Linked DNA regions of Rattus norvegicus: region 1 is linked to region 2. Evidence: chromatin contacts called from public Hi-C data. All regions are on one chromosome and are shown on one strand. Each heading gives the region's core, a stretch centred on a gene start, on an enhancer-like site or on the middle of the called end of the contact. The rest is flanking DNA. Distances are from core to core; before and after follow the strand shown. Region 1 overlaps Nsmce2 (NSE2/MMS21 homolog, SMC5-SMC6 complex SUMO ligase). Region 2 overlaps Nsmce2 (NSE2/MMS21 homolog, SMC5-SMC6 complex SUMO ligase).

What was found. Hi-C and Micro-C count contacts between places; a contact is called where the count stands out from the background.
Region 1: a contact with region 2 is called in a Hi-C map of liver, with 2.2 times the contacts expected there. The contact joins two enhancer-like sites. A contact is called at or near these places in 4 of 12 Hi-C or Micro-C datasets (the Rat2 cell line, liver and mammary epithelial cells).

Annotation. Positions count from the first base shown.
Region 1 is chr7:92,958,204-92,964,890 of GRCr8, reverse strand. All of the region lies in intron 4 of Nsmce2 (NSE2/MMS21 homolog, SMC5-SMC6 complex SUMO ligase), which reads right to left. It also overlaps the pseudogene LOC134479617. Among named protein-coding and RNA genes, the nearest start is that of Trib1, 130 kb to the left of the region's middle. Within about 2 kb of position 3,235, at least 12 of the 93 cell types and tissues checked have an H3K27ac peak or open chromatin away from gene starts, as enhancers often do. A contact at or near this core is called in liver, where this site is marked.
Region 2 is chr7:92,920,755-92,927,473 of GRCr8, reverse strand. All of the region lies in intron 4 of Nsmce2 (NSE2/MMS21 homolog, SMC5-SMC6 complex SUMO ligase), which reads right to left. It also overlaps the pseudogene LOC134479617. Among named protein-coding and RNA genes, the nearest start is that of Nsmce2, 98 kb to the right of the region's middle. Within about 2 kb of position 3,698, at least 52 of the 93 cell types and tissues checked have an H3K27ac peak or open chromatin away from gene starts, as enhancers often do. A contact at or near this core is called in liver, where this site is marked.

The DNA.
Region 1 (6,687 bases), core at 1,986-4,485, 38 kb before region 2:
GAGCAGCCTGCTCTGTGCTGGACCATGTCCTCACATAGTGGACCCCACAGAAGCCTCACAAGGGATCTCAGCATAATCAATTTAATCCACTCTTTTGGGGATTATCTTTTGACAGGAACAGGAAAGGAATAAAAAAACAAACAAAAAGAAATGCTTGGGTGAAAAAAAGAGAAGCCCCCTATTGTGACAGTCTGCTGTGGGCTACATCTCAGACTTTGTGGGAGCAAGATCGTCTGTTGCTTTTAGGGCTTGCTCTGTGGACGGTCTGCAAAGTTCTGACCTTGGCCTCCATCACAGCAAGGATTAGATTTGAGTGTTCATTTGCGAGCCAGGCAAGCACTTTCGGCAGCAGAGCACTAATGAAACTCTCAATGAGACATTGATGCTTTATTCATCAAGCCAGGCACTGAGTGGTGTTCCAAGTACTGAAGAGAACCGGTATTTAAAAGTGATCATTATTATTGGTTTGTGGGGTTTTTGCTTTTCTCCTTTGAGACAGGGTCTCTCTGTGTAGCCCTTGCTGCCCTGGAAAGCAGAGATCGCCTGCCTCTGCCACCCTGATACTGGGGTTAAAGGTATGCACCACCATGCTGGCCAGTCTATGATCTTCCTTCTTTGGACTCCTGAGTGCTAGGATTGTGATGTGACCTGTCATCTTAGCTGTGATGGGAATTCTTGAGTTTCTACGTGATGGAGTTTAATGTTAGGGCAAAACCCTAAAAACAACCACCACCACCACCACCACCACCACCACCACCACCACCACCACCACCACCACCACCAGAGAGACAGACAGACAGAGAGAGAGAGAGAGAGAGAGAGAGAGAGAGAGAGAGAGAGAGAGAGAGAGAGAGAGAGAGAGAATACATATATGCAGAGCGCATATGTGTGAAAGCCAGGTTATCATCCCCAGTAGCAACACCTTTCTCCCTTGGGCAAGGTCTCTCATTGGCCTACAGTTCACCAATCAGTAAGAATGGCTGGCCAGTGAACCCCAGGGACCTTCCTGCCTCTGCCTTCTCAGTGCTGGGGTACATGTACATGCCACCATGCCAGCTGCTCCTTTTTGTGGGTTCTGGGACTCAACGTGAATGAACTATCTCTCTAGACAGATCACATCTCTTACCTCACTTGAAATATTAACACAGCAGACATCAAAGCTAATAAAATATGCCACTGGAAGCGACATCTTCTTACCACATCCCAGCAGTACCCTGATGCCTATCAGAAGACTTTTAGAACATTTAAGGGGCAAACGAATAGCTCTAATCCCTGGAAAACTGTAATTAAGACCAGGGTTTACACTTGGCCACTCTGAGTTTTCATATACAAGCCTATGTTTCTTGAGGTCAGAGGCCAACTCCCATCTCTCCTTTCTCTGCCCTTCATCTGAGCACTTTATACCTAACACTTCTGCCAACTTAATGCAGTGTATGGACTGGATCGTTTTTCCTGTGTTAGTCTTACTTCCTGCAGTTATATTCCTCACTATCTCAGTCTGAAATCCCCACCCCATGTGCAGGAAGTGGCAGTTATACATTTAAATGTACAATAGGCACACACCCTTTACGCTTTTCACAGAGGCCATGATGACCCATACTGGTCAGTTACAAGATTACCGGTTGTCTCTATATAAGCAAGGCTCAATGCTTTCCAAAGCTCTTTCAAAATGTCTATTTCATCTGATACTTACATCAATGCTATGAAGTAAACAGAGTGAGTAACAGCATTTCAGAGAGGAGGAAACTGACACTGAACGTGTTTCCCCTCAAGCCACATAGCCAGTCGGTGAGTTCTGGGGAAAACTGACTTCTAGTGTAACCCTTACCTCGTTACATCAGACTGTGGGGCCTAAAGCAGCTAGTTCCAAGTTCCCCAGTGCCTGGCACAGAACTGGCACACAGTACTGTCTTATTTAGTGTTGTTACCTAGTATCTAGAGCAATACTTGGCAGAGTGAACAATGGAGGGCTGGAGAATACGAACAGGTGGGTGAGTGAGTGAGTCACAAGACAAAGGGAAGGCATAAGTCACACACTTTAGCTATCCAGACAGGAGTTTTCAGAAAACTAGACAAAATTGGCTTTGTGAGCTTGTTAATGTTTCTACATTGTTTCTGCACTTCCTTATCTGGCTACCTTTAAAACTACAGTAGATGTTTTCTCCTGACCTACTTACAAAGTTAACCTTTAAAATCTCTTGGTTATGAAATCTTAAGGATTAAATATTTGCTCTGTTGAGAACATAATAGCTCAGACAAGGACAATCAAAAACAAAAAGCAATCCCTAAATGTAAATTTCTAGAATCCAAGATACTAGGGAAAGAGGTAATAAGTATGCCCATCTCCAGGGAGAGCATTTGGTTGCTAATATTGAAAGGCTAGTCAAGATGGAATGTACCAAAGTAGTAAAGTGCTTGCCCAGCATGTGCAAGGCCCTGGGTTCAATCCCCTGCACCACCTAAAAACCCTGAGCATAGTAATACTTGCACACACAAACAGAACTCAACAGTAAGAAAAACCCACCTAGATGCTTCAATAAACAGCAGTCTTTATGATACTGACTCTGGACCAGATTTGAGCGTGTGACTGTAGTTCCCTGAGCGAACGCCAGACCTTTAGTATTCCTAACCTGAGTTGACCACCCACTCATTTCTTGCCCCAGATGAACAAAGATGGGGTTTGGTGGCATGAGCTTGCTGTGTACTGTGGTCACTCCTAGAGCGCTCTGGACTTACACACAAAAATAGTACTAAGTCAGTGACTCGAGTACCTGGTCAGCTGTTCTCCCCTCCCTCACTGAAATGCAAACATCATTTGAAAGCCGCTCAACACTTTGCTGTATGCTTCAATCAACACATCTGGCTCTCTCTAATGTGGTCATGTTCTGACGGGAAATACACGGGCAGCAGGCAATTCTTGGAACTAAATTGTGACAGAAGAGCAGAGGGCTGGCTAGATTTAAGCTCTCATATAAGAAGATGGTGAGGCCTAAAGTTCAGTATGCAGCAAGCAAAAACAGCCCCAGAACTGGAGAAGCGCAGCTACGTCTAACCTGGGAGCCGAAGCCTGCCCTCCAGTTCGGTCACCCTTCAGCTGGCTGCTGTCCTGGTAGAGGGCTATGACTTCATCTTTATCATCCGGGTCCATTCTGAAAAACACACTGTCACAAAGGGCCGACACTGGTGACTGAGCCGACGGTACCAGCCTCTCCCAGGTGAAGTCACTAAGGGCTACTCCCTCCTGCTACACTGATTCACCACAGGGACATCATCCAGATTCTTTGACCCAAAACCCAACCCGAAGGGAGCAGTAGATGTGTTCCAACTCTGGCTTTGACACTGACTCTGGCCTCTAAGATATTAATGAACTCATTTCAGACATTTAAGTATTTTAAAGAAACATATTGAGCAACATTTATGGATTATAGTATCTAGCACTGAATGAAGACACTTTACACATAACACAGCAATTCTTATAGAATTGTCAGGTGCTGTAGTAACTCCATGAGTACATAGGGCCTTCTAACCTTAGGGGCAGGATGGATACTCTTCCTATTTCACAAACTCAGAAGCAAAGCCCCAGTCAGCTGTCATAGAGCCTTTCTCAGAGGTTACTTGGCAGATCTATTTTCTGAGCTGCTGGAATGTGCCAGTGTCAGTCTGGGCTAAAAGCCCAAGGCTAGGTGACCCCGAAGTACATACAGTAGACACTGAGCTCCAAACTGCAGTCTGGCTTATCTGAAGAAAACTGGAACCAGGAGATCTCATGTCTATCTGTATCTTAACCCTTTATAAGTTATATGGCCTGAAACCCCCAGACTCACGCTGCACTTCCTGGTCTATAGGGCACCATCATCTGGCCTGACTTTCTTTCAGAGGTACTAGACACATCGACTTAGAAGGCACCAACACATATAAATGTGAGCTGCTCCTTTCAGGATTATTACTGTTCCGTGTGTGGGAACTGCAGGAACAGGAGGCAAGCAAGGTAGGGTGCAGCTGCTCCACAGCTGCTGGGGAGACCCAACCGAGTATTCTTGTGTATCTGGGCAATCCCGGTCCACCAGCAGATCCATGACTGGTGGGGGACTATTCTTTGAGAAGTTCCATGAACAGGCTAGTGTACTGGGGACCAATGCTCTGTGTACTATAGTGTGTTATGCCTAAGGAATTTCTGGCTATCTCCTCTGGTCACATCTTTTCTACATGAAACCTCTCCCCTTCCTCCTTCCTTCCCCTTCCATTTGGTTTCTGTGGTTTCTCTCATTCTTGACTGCCTTCTTAAACTTTCCTCTCTTATTTGTTGGGATCTTCATGGCATTACTTTCCTTAAAAAAAATATTTTATAGGGAAGGGCATTCTGCATGCACGTGTGCCATGGTACCACTGGCATGCTGGAGCCTGTGGAGACTAGAGCAGGCACTGGGTCCCTAGGATGGCATTACGGATGCCTGTAATCCACGATGTGAGTGCTGGGACTTGAACCTGGCTCCACTGCAACAATAGCCAGTGCGCTTCGCCAGTGAGCCATCGCTCTAGCCCTTGTGTTACTTTAAGAACAAATACAATTCGAGAGAGCTCGTGGGCAGCACCCCGAGAGCAAACTTGAGCCTCGGGACCACAGGTAAGACCAACTTGTCTGCTGCAAGAAAGCTGCCTGGTGAAATCGGGACACACAGAGGCAGAATTCCTCTAGGACTGGGCACGTCCTGTGTTTACCGGAAGTCTCACACCCTCAGCAGCTCGGATCCCGACACGCGGCAGCTCTCTGCTCCCAGACCCCGGGGGAAAGAGACCCAACCGCCTGGTCAGGTGGGCACTCCTGAGGCTGCATAAGCTCCCGGAAGGGGCGGCACAGGTCTTCCTGGTTGCTGCCTCCGCAAAGAGCCCGTGGGCAGCACCCCGCGAGCGAACTTGAGCCTCGGGACCACAGGTAAGACCAACTTTTCTGCTGCAAGAAAGCTGCCTGGTGAACTCAAGACACAGGCCCACAGGAACAGCTGAAGACCTGTAGAGAGGAAAAACTACACGCCCGAAAGCAGAACACTCTGTCCCCATAACTGACTGAAAGAGAGGAAAACAGGTCTACAGCACTCCTGACACACAGGCTTATAGGACAGTCTAGCCACTGTCAGAAATAGCAGAACAAAGTAACACTAGAGATAATCTGATGGCGAGAGGCAAGCGCAGGAACCCAAGCAACAGAAACCAAGACTACATGGCATCATCAGAGCCCAATTCTCCCACCAAAACAAACATGGAATATCCAAACACACCAGAAAAGCAAGATCTAGTTTCAAAATCATGTTTGATCATGATGCTGGAGGACTTCAAGAAAGACGTGAAGAACTTCCTTAGGGAAACACAGGAAAACATTAATAAACAAGTAGAAGCCTACAGAGAGGAATCGCAAAAATCCCTGAAAGAATCGCAAAAATCCCTGAAAGAATTCCAGGAAAACACAATCAAACAGTTGAAGGAATTAAAAATGGAAATAGAAGCAATCAAGAAAGAACACATGGAAACAACCCTGGATATAGAAAACCAAAAGAAGAGACAAGGAGCTGTAGATACGAGCTTCACCAACAGAATACAAGAGATGGAAGAGAGAATCTCAGGAGCAGAACATTCCATAGAAATCATTGACTCAACTGTCAAAGATAATGTAAAGCAGAAAAAGCTACTGGTCCAAAACATACAGGAAATCCAGGACTCAATGAGAAGATCAAACCTAAGGATAATAGGTATAGAAGAGAGTGAAGACTCCCAGCTCAAAGGACCAGTAAATATCTTCAACAAAATCATAGAAGAAAACTTCCCTAACCTAAAAAAAGAGATACCCATAGACATACAAGAAGCCTACAGAACTCCAAATAGATTGGACAAGAAAAGAAACACCTCCCGTCACATAATTGTCAAAACACCAAACGCACAAAATAAAGAAAGAATATTAAAAGCAGTAAGGGAAAAAGGTCAAGTAACATATAAAGGCAGACCTATCAGAATCACACCAGACTTCTCGCCAGAAACTATGAAGGCCAGAAGATCCTGGACTGATGTCATACAGACCCTAAGAGAACACAAATGCCAGCCCAGGTTACTGTATCCTGCAAAACTCTCAATTAACATAGATGGAGAAACCAAGATATTCCATGACAAAACCAAATTTACACAATATCTTTCTACAAATCCAGCACTACAAAGGATAGTAAATGGTAAAGCCCAACATAAGGAGGCAAGCTATACCCTAGAAGAAGCAAGAAACTAATCGTCTTGGCAACAAAACAAAGAGAGTGAAAGCAAAAAACATAACCTCACATCCAAATATGAATATAATGGGAAGCAATAATCACTATTCCTTAATATCTCTCAACATCAATGGCCTCAACTCCCCAATAAAAAGAAATAGATTAACAAACTGGATATGCAACGAGGACCCTGCATTCTGCTGCCTACAGGAAACACACCTCAGAGACAAAGACAGACACTACCTCAGAGTGAAAGGCTGGAAAACAACTTTACAAGCAAATGGTCAAAAGAAGCAAGCTGGAGTAGCCATTCTAATATCAAATAAAATCAATTTTCAACTAAAAGTCATCAAAAAAGATAAGGAAGGACACTTCATATTCATCAAAGGAAAAATCCACCAAGATGAACTCTCAATCCTAAATATCTATGCCCCAAATA
Region 2 (6,719 bases), core at 2,449-4,948:
GCTCTCCTCACACGAGGCCTTTGGGCAGGAACATGTTGTTTCCAGAGTGCATTATCTCAGTTTCCAGCAGGTCAACTTAACACGCCAAGAAAAAACCAGGACAAAAATCTGGATTCTAAATTAGTTATATTTTTGGAGAAAATTACACTCATTTTTTGTAGGCATAAAAAATTGAACGGAGCCCAAGTACACTTGGGCATACTATATAGAGGCAACACTAAAACCACAGGATATAGCAGCTAGTGAAAAGTCTATCAAAACTCATATTTTGGAAATTATTTCTTGGAAAAATAAAAAACCAGTAATGATCTGGAAATACCTTCAAGTAAAGTATGTTATTTTTACACTCCATAAAACACTACGATTTGTCTGCAACTGTCAAAAGCCACACTACACTCCCTGATATAGAAAATATAATGTCTTTGCAGACAGTTTTGCTCAGCAAATAAGTTTAATTTGCTACTATGTAAAATTTTTCTTGGAAATCAAACTGCGAAATGAAAAGTGAATCCCTTGCTAAATAAAACAAACAAACTGAAAGGCGACCCAGTAACCCGTTGATGGGGTAGGCTGCCCTAGGGATGCCCTGCCTTCTTCTCAGAGCTGACTTTCTCTCCACCTCTTCTGCAGCTCTCAAGAATCCTGACAGCTAACAGCGAGCCAGGTTAAACGGCAGCCTCTCAATAGCTGGTCAGTAGTGTAGCGGCGCTGACTACCAGAAGAACGGCTGGGTTGGAGGTGAGAGACACAGGATGGAAAGAAGTTCCTAGAGAACTTAAAATAATGCAACAGTGGACAGAGGACCATTGCTGTCCAGGGAAGCAAACCATTCATTTGGCTAATTTGCTTCCTGAAACTGGCCCCTAAGCCTCTTCAAGTGAAAAAGCCCAATATGTAATAAAACCTGATTTCACACTTGGAGGGAAAAAAATGTAAGAACAATAAATTCTCAGACTCACCACAGGATCAACAGATACAGCCTACTAAAGACATGCTGCCTGTGAGGTAAGCCATACTATTTACCTCTCTGGATAGAGCCACTCAGTTTTACTTGCCTTTAATCCCAGCACCCAGGAGGCAGAGGCAGGCAGAATTCTGTGAGTACAAGGCCAGCCTGATCTATATCCATAGTTAATTCTAGGACAGTCAGGAATTATGTACAGAGACACCCCTGTCTATGAGTGAGTGAGTAAGTGAGTGAGTGAATGAAATGAAAAAATGAAATTTTAAAAGGGAGGCTGAGGGCATAGCTCAGTGGAGAGTATTACAGTGCATGGATGAAGCCCTGGGTTCAATTCTTAGTACCAGGAAACAACAGTGGAATAGTGTTTAACCCTAGACCAAATAAAATCCTATCGTTTGCACGATATGGGTAGATCTTTAGGTTGAATGAAACAGGACATAAAAAGACAAATACTACCTATGACTCATTTATGAAAACCAGGAAGTCAATTTTGAATGATGTACAGTGATCACCAGAGTTGCAGAAGGAAAAGAGACTTACAAGGAAAACTAAGAAAGAAGGGTGCTAGAGGAGGCCTAGACAATAGAAGGGACTGGGTTAAGAAAGGTAAATGGCTATGCCCTGTGCCTAGAAATGGAATAAGGAAACTCATTAAGTTGCACCATAATATATGTTAATAATTATTTTTAAAGTAATTTAAATATTAATTAATTCTTATCTGTTGAGAAATGGGGTTGGGGTAGTAGTCAGTAAGGGCCAGGGTAAGAGTGAAGTCTGTGTGTCCTTAGTCATTCCATTTTAGCATTAACTATGTAAATATGGGCCTGAACGAATGACTCAGTGGTTAAAAGCTCAAGCTCTTCTTCCAGAGGGTCCACGTTTGTTTTCTTGAATCTACATGGCAGCTCACAACCGTCTGTAACTCCAGTTCCAGAGAATCCAACTCTCCTGGGGAAGCCCTCTTCTGAACTGTGTGTATATCAGCATTCAAGTAGCACGCAAACATGCATGTAGGTAAAACAGAACACACAGAAAAAATGTTGCAAATACACTTCACCAACTGAAGCATTTATAAGGAAGGCTTTTACCTTCAATAACAAATAGACAAAGGACTCAAACCATAAGACACTGGAATGAGAAGAAACATAAAAACAGCACGACAGAAATGCAAAGGCAAATCACAAGAGATCACCTTGCTCCACTTAGAGCAGCCATTATCAAAGGCACAAAGTAGCCCATATTCGTGAGCATGTGGGTCAAAGAATACTCTTGCACACTGTTCATAGGAGTGAGAATTAGCACAGTCATTACAGAAGACAGGATGGAGCTTCCTAAAAGAATAAAACAGGCCCAAAGATAGAATTACTATATAGGATCCAGTAATCTCGTCTCTATGTATAAACAGCCAAAGGAATAAAAATCAGGGTCAACTGTTCTCCCAGGTCCAGTACAACATCATCTACAATGCTGCATAAGTATCTTCCAATAGATGAACACACACACACACACACACACACACACACACACACACACACACACACACAGGGAGAGGGAGAGAGAGAGACACTGAAATACTATCCAGTCAAGAAGAGGAAGGCCTGTCATGTGCAGCAGCATGGATAAGCCTGGAGGGCGTTTAGCTCAGTACGGAGAGATGAGAGAGCACAGATTCACTTCTGTATAAAGTCTAAAGGAGCTGACTTCCTGGTAGTCAGGCCTACAATTTACAAAGTGCGTGCATGGAGGGAGGAGAAGCTTGTCAAAGAGTGGAATAGGTTGAGTGATGATGGAATGGGATGAAGCATAATTCAAGACTTATAAGTAGATTTTGGATGTTGTCGCCATTGGAAAGTAGATAAAGTGCTAAGCATGTCAATTAGATTGACTTAGTCATTCCACATTGTAGAATCTAAAATCCTATCCAAAAAGTTACAATATGTTTGCATATTTTTTTTGAAAATTAGAAACACTGAAAAATAGTTACTAGAACAAAATTATGACATGGTTGTCACTGGCCTTTAAAACATGTAGATAGTTTAGTAATTTGCTTGACTGCCTTCTAAGTTAATGCACTGACTTTTAAAACTGTCCTAATTTTTGGCATAAAGAGTTCAATACATGACTGTTACATAAATGAACAGAAGCAGAAAAATGAAACGGCACAGACCAAATAAAGGTAACAGTTGGGAGAGAGATAGGGATATACCTGATCTGCAGTCACAGTACTACTGGTTTATACTGACACTCAACTAAGCTAACCCTTTCAGTTTACAGTCTGAAAAGGCTTACTTACCTAAACCCTGCTGCACTCACTTTAAAGACGGGCCAAAAATTCACATGCCTCCAAAGCACAGCTATCAGCAGAATATGTATACAACCATGGGGCAGGAGAATGCTATGGTAAAACCCATATTCCCTTCTCTAGCTACAAGGCACGGATGGTATCCTTTTGGGACAAAACACCTCAGGGATATTCCTGGAGTCAGAAGCTGACTGCAAATAAGGTGCTGTGTATTACATCCCGGACTCAGGAGCAGCTGAATCTAAGCAGCACCTCTCATGCAGTCCTCACACATCTCCTGGAACTCATATAAATCCCCAGTCTTTACTGGGAAGAAATCTGAATAAAAAGATTTCAAGCCTCTGAAAGGGTTTTGGGTGTGGTTGAGATGGCTGACTTTGAAAACTTAGCAACACAGGATACACTATGAGTAAGTTCTTAAAAAAAAAAAAAAAAAACTAACTCACCAGATCCTTCTGAAAGGGTTCTTTTATTAATTTCAGTGAAGTCAAGCAGAGAACAAGTTGTAATATGAAACACAATTTATGCAACTATGTTGAAATTCTCTACCAGAGTTGCATCTTCTAATGTACAATTTTATGGTAAAATAATTTCAAAATACTATCAAAAGTTAGGCTAGGCTCCTTTTGGTTTTAAGACTGTCACAGGAAACCCCCCCCCCTTTTTTTATATAAAAAGTAATGGAAATTCTAAGACAAAATAATAGTGTCTTTAAATTGAAAAAAAAAAATCGAAGAGCTGAAACTAAACCCCAATTGAAATTACACTGTTGGGCAACTCCAGAAGCTAAACAAAAACATGTTAAAATAGAAATTGCAACATCAAGGGAAAACCATTCTCATACAGAGTTCTAGACTCAGCCCTGGCTGATTATGATCAGACAGCTGATCCAGCCTAGGTTTCCCACAGTCAGCCTAAGGCTGCTCATGGTTTAGCAGCCACTTGGGTAAGGCCGACAGAGATCCCCTGGGTGGGTCTGCTCTGCCTTTCAAAACCCATGAACTTCCCATTATATAATCTCAAATAAGGAAAGCACTTCCTAAGCTAAACACCAGGCTGCAGTACCGCTTGCCGCCCACGCTAAGAAAGGAAAGGAAGGAGCTTTGTGAATGGCAAAATCACCTTGTCGGGTAATGACAGATTAGTGAATCCTGCTTACTAGTCTACCAGGCTGTTTAGCAAAACTTCCAGAAGCCCCAGTATCTAAACTAAAATTTTCATATTTTATTCATCTCCTATAAAATAATCTCTTAAAGTAACCACAGAATTCTGAGAAGCTTGTTTTTCCAGAAAGCCCAAGAAAAATACTTTAGTTTCACCACTCTCAAATTCATTTGACTTAGAAACAAAGTAAACATATTACTCTATTTAATATCATTGCACAAGCAAATTCACAAGAATGAAATGTGTTCAGAGTTCCTAGAAAAAATGTAGCAATGCAGGCTGCCAACTTGTTCAATGTCAAGCTCTAGGCAGCGCAGGAGCACCAGCAGTGACTCAGAATGAATCACGCTTAAGCTATTTTTGCTTTTAAAGTCCTGCCAGGAGCTGTGTTAATATTCAACCCAGAGTAAATTTAGCTCAACAAGAAAACAAGTGTTTCCATGGTTGCTTCTGCACAGTGTTTATGGTATATGCGCAGCCATTCAGCCTAGGAGCCCAGCCAGATCATCGAAGTTGAAATGCTTGTCTCTCATTTACATCCAGGCACTGGAACATGAAATACCAAATGCAATTCAGGCTATTCTTCTGTCTGCTGTCTACCTGCCTTCCTGGATCCCAAACAGCAACACGGAAGACAACACATCATTAAAGGGTTCTCTTCAAGTCTACGCCCCTGAAGGAGCTCTAGTAGACTGCTGTCATAGGCTTTACTGGGTTTGTGTTCCAAGTCAAAATCACACTTCTCTGGTAGTGGAGGTGTAACAGACTAAAGTGCTTAAAGGACTTAGCAAAACATTAGGAAATTAGAAGGACAGATATCACGTGGAATCTTTACATAGGATCAGACAGTGACTGGTTATGTGGCTGGTACTCAGGTTTTAAAATAAATTAGTTACAGGCAAAGAGTAAGATCTGACTGTCTATGTTAGAAGAAAAAAATTACACGTAACATAAAATTTATTATCTTGACCCCCTTATTGTTTTTGCAGCAGAAAGAAAGGTTACTCACTACACTAGACAGGGCAGCAGGCTGGGCACAGGAGAGCCACCAGCAATCCAACTTAACCTTCACAAGCACACAACCCATCAGTGCTACAGTTTCAGTTCTGAGGGTCCCTCAAGGCCAGTAACACAAAAGCCTGCCTTCCATGTGGTGCTGCAGTGAGGCACAACGTTCAGAATGTGGACCTAGTGGAAGGAAGCTAAGTCTTCTGGAGCAATGAGAGCACCCTTAAGGGGATCTAAGCCCATTCCATCTTCCTCTTTGCCCGTGACTGTCATGACGCAAAGAGGCCTCCCCTTCTACAGGTTTCAGTCATAGAACACTGTATTACCATTGACCCAAAGCAGTAGTGTCAAGTGACCACAGACTGAGGCCTCCGAAACCAAGAACCGAAATAAACTTATCAAAAGTTGACTGTCAGGCATTGCGTTATAGTATCAGAAAGCTTACACGATTAGTATTAAATACAATTACACTAGTATAAAAACAGTTCTCTAGGACTTTTCATCTTGTACAATTAAAAAGCTACCGAGTGATTCTTTAAAAATTCCTACTTTCAGAATATGCCATTTTGATTCCAAACACATAGGACTTTTGTGCTTGGGTAGCAGATGAATTGGGAAGACGGAGGAACAGATGCTAGAGCATTCCCTAACTAAATCTACTCAAAGCTGGAATTTCTAGCACCATCTCTCGACATCACGCTATAGTCATACATAGTGGTTAAGATTTTACTCAGCAAAAATACTGTTAACTTTCCCAGCAGAGGTATCTAAAGTATGCTGCACACACCTTAGAATATACACAAAATCATGTAACTTTTTATAATGAACTTTTATCTAGGAAAGAGAAAAGGTTAGGTTTCATTACCAAAGTAAACACTGATATGATATACAGCATATATACAGACAAATCAACAAAATACAATTAATTTACGGTGAGCAACAGAAAAAGCATGCAGACCACATGCTCTAAAGGTCACAATTCCCAAGAAGCAGGACGAGTGTTCTTATCTTCCTTTCTAGTGCAGTGTTCTGGACACGCAGATGGCCACTACTGCAAAGGCAATGAAGTAGAAAAGACTGGGTCACACACGGAAGAGGACAGAGAAACTGCAACCACGTAAAGCATGTGTGTAGACCAGCCAAAGGGTCTGGCACAGCTGTGATGACAAGACTGGACACAGCAACAGTCACACAAGCAGCCTCACTGTTCCAAAATATTCCTCTTTAGACAAGCAGGACGTTAATTATTCACGGCGGTTCAGTATTTGGAAGAAGCTTTTT